Regions from separate parts of the Gossypium hirsutum genome. Here region 2 is linked to region 1. Evidence: chromatin contacts called from public Hi-C data. All regions are on one chromosome and are shown on one strand. Each heading gives the region's core, a stretch centred on a gene start, on an enhancer-like site or on the middle of the called end of the contact. The rest is flanking DNA. Distances are from core to core; before and after follow the strand shown. Region 1 has its middle 7.3 kb from the start of LOC121208418. Region 2 overlaps LOC107897884 (a long non-coding RNA gene).

What was found. Hi-C and Micro-C count contacts between places; a contact is called where the count stands out from the background.
Region 2: a Hi-C map of leaf shows a contact between it and region 1, with 4 times the contacts expected there. The contact joins two enhancer-like sites. A contact is called at or near these places in 16 of 34 Hi-C or Micro-C datasets (anther, callus, hypocotyl and 3 more).

The regions. Positions count from the first base shown.
Region 1 is chrA10:30,539,708-30,542,407 of Gossypium_hirsutum_v2.1, reverse strand. It overlaps the pseudogene LOC107897885. Among protein-coding and RNA genes, the nearest start is that of LOC121208418, 7.3 kb to the left of the region's middle. Within about 2 kb of position 1,382, at least 4 of the 9 cell types and tissues checked have an H3K27ac peak or open chromatin away from gene starts, as enhancers often do.
Region 2 is chrA10:30,577,354-30,580,354 of Gossypium_hirsutum_v2.1, reverse strand. All of the region lies in intron 3 of LOC107897884 (a long non-coding RNA gene), which reads right to left. Among protein-coding and RNA genes, the nearest start is that of LOC107897884, 3.4 kb to the right of the region's middle. Within about 2 kb of position 1,549, at least 8 of the 9 cell types and tissues checked have an H3K27ac peak or open chromatin away from gene starts, as enhancers often do.

The DNA of each region.
Region 1 (2,700 bases), core at 133-2,632:
AGCAGCAGTATTTAAAAGGGCGTCCAGCTAGAAGCATTTTCAGTACTTTTGTTAACTGTACATCCTACTTAGGGCGTTTTTTCTCTACAAAACTCAACCCATCTCGTTAAAATTATTTCTTTAGAACTCATCCCCTCAAAATTACTTTTTCAGGTCCCATCTTGTACAAATTATTTTTCAGAACCCCTAAATCCTAAAAATGAAATAAAACCTTAAACCCATAATTAATAAACACTTAAAAATAAATAAAACCCTAAACCTAAACACTTACAAATTAAAAAACTATAAACCCTAATTTCATAAACCCCTAATTAACAATTTGGGCATTGAGAAAAATACGAGCAAAAACATGCTTACATGGAAGCACTTTACTAAAGTGCGTTGAAGTGGATACTTATTAAATGTGGTAGGAAAAAAAGCGCCAAATTGGACGCGCTTTTCTAGTTTTCTCTTAAAAACTACTCCAACTCAATATGCTTTACATAAATCAGTCCATACCTATAAATATCAAGTAAAAGGACCTATTTTCGTAATTTTATTTTAGAAATGAGCTTTCTGATAATTTATTCATAAAAATGATAGAAAAATGTAACAATAAAACATGACTAAGAGAGACAGTTAAAAATTTTAATTTTAATTTTAATTTTAATTCATAAAAATATTTAAAACATTCTTTTAATTTTAATTGACAAAAAATTTAAAAAATTAAATTTAAAAGCAGCTCAAAGCAAATACAAAGCAAAGCTTCCAACTTTTTGAAAAGCCTAAATTCCTAAGCATTAATGGGATTGCAATTTCTTGATCGTCGCCTCAATCTTCTCTTGTCTCCCCTTACTCTTTTCTTTTAGGGTTTCCACTTTATTTAATAGCTCAGTTCCATTTCTTTATTATTATTATTATTATTATTATTATGGAATTCAATAGGATTCTCTAGAAACCGGATCAGTGGATGGATTTTAATGGTTAGTTTCTGTTAATTGATTTCTTCTATTTTTTATTTTTAATTCTGAAGTTGAATTGAGATTTGTATTATATTCTTTTCTGTTTGGTTGATGGAAACCTCGAAGAATTGAAAATTAATTGTTTTAGTGTGTCTTTGCTAGTTCAGTGTTCTAGATCAATTACAGTTTTAATTTCGGTTCTTATTTTCCCGTAGTCTCAGAATTTCAGTGTTCCTTTTGTGAGAAAAAAATGTAGCCAAAAACTTTTTTATTTAATGTTAAACATTATAAACTCTTTCTCGGATATTATCCTGGTTGAAGTGCTTTTGAATTTTATTGATTAACCGAATGCCGACTTTAAATTGATTGAAATCGTTTTTTTGGGTAAGGATCACAGGATTTTTTTATTTTTTGTGGGATATCATCTATAGGTGTTTTAAGTTGGTCTTTTTGGAACACTGCTTTGGGTTTCAAACTTCTTGATAATTGAGAATTGAGTTTTGGGTTGAGGTCTAGTTTGTTGTTTGGTTGCTGGAAAATGTAGGAAAAATCATGTTGATTGGTAAGAATTGTGCCAAAGTGCATCTAGCTGCATGTTGCAACTAATAAAGCTAACTTAGTACTAGAATGTTTGACTCAGGTAGATCATTAGCATTAACTAATTCTGCCCATTTATCTAATTTTTGTTTGTTTGTGCGTTGTATCCTTTGACATCTGATGACGAGCTAGTGCTTTAAAAGTTACACGATTTCCGCTGCTCTTTCTGTTTCTGAAATGTTAGCCTCATTCTTATTTCATAATTTTCCATTGCAGAATGTATTTCTTGGATATTTTGGTAAGTGTTAACGTGCTAAAGTGAGCAAGATTTTTGTATACTGAGCTATAATGTACATCTAGATCTGTGGGTTCATAAGGATTGTATTTATCAACTAAACCAATGGAATCTGTAAGGTGTTGGTTCAACAAGTTGAAGTCTTCAAAAAAGAAAGAAGCTGCAGGTAATGCAAAAGAGGGGTCTAAACCACCAGCAGGGGAAGAGGTACCATCAAATGTCACCAAACAGCGGGTAGAAGCTGCAAAGCAGTATATTGAAAACCATTACAAGAAGCAGATGAAAAGCCTGCAGGAAAGAAAGGAGCGGTATGATTTAAAATCCTTTCTCTTGGAAATTTCCCCATGTATTAGTTACTGTTACTGCATAACTATAATGTTGCAAGCAATGTAACTATGCTGATATTATAAAATGTGTTTGTGATTGGAGGAATGCCGGAAAGTTGTGACAGTTTTCTTCTGAAGAATATGGATGGTGATTTTTGGGTAATTATGATTTTCTGCAGACGAGATATTCTGGAAAAGAAGTTGGCTGATGCTGAAGTTTCTGAAGAAGAACACAATAACTTACTCAAGTATTTTGAGAAGAAGGAGACAGAATACATGCACCTTCAGAGGCATAAGATGGGTGCTGATGATTTTGAGCCATTGACCATGATTGGAAAGGGTGCTTTTGGAGAGGTAATTATATCTTTTTCAATACCTACAACATAATTTAGGTGCTTCTTTTGCTTCTATTTCTGGCCTTGCTTGAATCTACTTGGCAGAAGTTAAGAAAATTTTGTATTTAATTTGTTTACCCTGCCATCAGAACTTGTTATCCTGGGACAATGCTTCTAGGAAGCTTTTAGACGGACAGGCTTCTACGTATTATACTGCTTAGTGTCATTATTTATTTTCAGCTCTTGAACATCTATATCTCCTTTTT
Region 2 (3,001 bases), core at 300-2,799, 38 kb before region 1:
GTTATCCAGCCACAATCAAAGCAGGTTTTTAAGTGGGATATTTCTTTACGCGCTCAATCAAGAAACAACCAGTCATGGAAGAGTAAATGGCTTGTGGAAGACAAAGGAAAGAATCTTTCTAATTTTGGTAACACGAGATCAATGGGGGAAAGAAGAAAAGGGGAGATTCTGACATCAAATCTAGTAATTAAAGGAATTAATGAGGGGATTAGTCAAAAAGATTATGTTTCTGCTTCTGTGAAAGAAAAATGAAAGGCTATTGTTAATATAGGCCCAATAAAACTTGGGGTTATGATCCAAAGCAATGACGAGTTTGATGAGGAGATGGTAACCCATGAAGAAACTAATGGTCCAATAATGCACAGTGATGGACTCAAAAGACCCTGAATTCACCATATTGTTTAACGAAACTCTTGTTACTTATTTGCAAGTACACAATAATTCAAGATCGGCAGGCCTTACTAAATAAGCCAGCGGGAGCAATGAAACTCCTAAGCTGGAATGTTTGGGGCTTGGGGAGGCCTCGAACTATCAATCGTCTCTAGCATAGGCTGAAAGATATAAGTCCCACGGTGGTGTTTTTAATTGAGACAAAACTTCAAGGTTATCAGATGGAGAAGGTCAGACCCAAGTGCGGTTTTCTTAATGGAATTGATGTTGATTCAAATGGTAGAAGTAGGGGTTTATCGTTAGGCTGGAATAATAATTGCAAAATCTCTCTTCTCTCTTTTTCAAGTAGGCAGATAGATGTTATGATTGATGAGGATTCAGAGGGGAAAACTTGGAGATGTAAGGGGGTTTACGAAGCACCAGAGGAAAATTTGCGAGAAACATCTTAGAATTTGCTACGTACTCTGAATGATTCCCCACAGATTCCTTAGGTTGTTATTGGAGATTTCAATGAAATTGCATATTCATCTAAGAAGAAAGGGGGGCTAACTAGGAGGGAAAGACAAATGTGTAGATTTCGAAAAGTTATGGATGACTGTTCTCTCACTGATATTGGTTTCAATGGTCAGTGGTTTACTTGGGAAAAAGGACGTATGAGAATTAATAATATTTGAGAACGTCTTGATAGAGGTATTGCGAATCATCCTTGGTGGGATTTATTTCCTAATTTTAAATTAAGTCATCTATCTCATGCATTTTCAGACCATTGCCCTCTGTTGCTTAATTCAAATTTTGGGAATCAACATTCGAAGCAGTGGCAGTTCAGATTTGAAGCTTCGTGGTTGCTGAAGGACTCTTGTGAATTGGAGGTAAGAAGAATTTGGACCGAGAGTGTGGGGCCTATTCCAAATAAGATAAAGGCTATGGGTATGGGCCTTGAGGAATGGTTTAGGGGAATTAAAAAAAAAGTCTATCACGAAGAAAGAGTTGGAAAAACAGTTGCTTCAACTAAATAACGAAATCCCTACGGACGAGATTTTGGGGAAAATTGTAGAGACCAAGCTGCAAATTAATATGGAGGTGGATAAGGAGGAGCTTTATGGGAATAGAGAGCTAGAGCGAATTGGCTGAAAAATGGGGATAGAAATACCCGTTTTTCCACCAATCGGTAATTGATCGATGTAAAAGGAATAAGGTGGAAGAGTTAGTGGATGGCGAGGGTAATACCCATGCGAGCAATGCTACTTTATTATGGCTGGCCACTGATTATTTTACTTCTCTTTTTACAACGAAAAGTGTTGGAGATCCAAGCTCAATTTAGAAGGTGTTGAGCCATGTATTTCTCAACAGATGAACGAGGACCTTGAGAAGGATTTTACATATGAAGAGGTGTGTTCGGCTCTTAAAGCCATGAGCCCACTAAAAGCTTCTGGCGAAGATGAGATAGGGATGATTTTCTACCAAAGGTTTTGGCATATCATGGGCAAAGATGTGGCTAATTTCTGTATTGAGACGTTGTAGGGGTTGCATAATATGGCTGAAATTAACAACACAAAACTTGTTTTAATTCCCAAGGTCAGTTCTCCTCGGTACATGACTCAATTTAGACCTATTAGTCTTTGTAATATTTTATATAAAATCATTTCAAAGATTTTGGCGAATAGGTTTCAAAAGATTCTCCATTTGTGTAATGGTGAAGCATAAAGTGCTTTTGTCTTGGGAAGACTCATTACGGATAATATCATAGCTGCATATGAAACTTTACATTCTATGAAGAGAAAACAAATAGGGAGAAAGGGGTCATTTACTTTAAAACTTGATATTAGTAAAGCTTATGACCAGGTTGAATGGAGTTTTATGCATGTTATGCTTCGAAGGATGGGGTTTTTGGATAGGTGGATTGAGAAAGTTACTATTTGTGTCACGTCGATCTTGTATTCTATGTTTATGAATGGGGAGGTGGGGGATTCATTTTTCCTGTCTTGAGGCCTTCGCCAAGGGTTCCCTATTAGTCCTTATTTATTCTTTATATGTGGTGAAGGCTTGTCGACTCTTCTTAGAATGGCTGCTACTAGGGGAGTTGTCAATGGCTTTCGGGTTAGTAGGCAAGCACCACGAATCACCCATTTGTTTTTTGCAGATGATAGCCTTATCATTGGAGATGCGTCTATCAATAGAGCAATGGTGATCAAAGATATTTTAGAGGTTTATGTTAACTGTTCTGGCCAAAAAGTCAACTTCGACAAGTTAGAGATCTTTTTCAGTTCCAATGTTGATCAGTTTCACAGAGATGAGGTTTGTAGGGTTTTGGGGGTTAATCAGAATCTAAATCTGGATAAATACCCTAATCTCCCTTCAATGGTGGGGTGTAACAAACATAGGGCTTTTAAGGAACTTAAAGAAACGCTAATTAAAAGAGTCTCAAGTTGGAGCTCGAGATTACTTTCCATAGGGGGCGGGAGGTTCTTATCAGAGCTGTGCTCCAGGCTATTCCACTATATGCTATGAATTGTTTTTTGTTACCGTCAGCCATTTGTAGAGATTTGGAAGCGGTCATGGCTCAATTTTGATGGCAAAAAAAGCAGGAAAAAAAAGGCTTCATTGGTGTTCA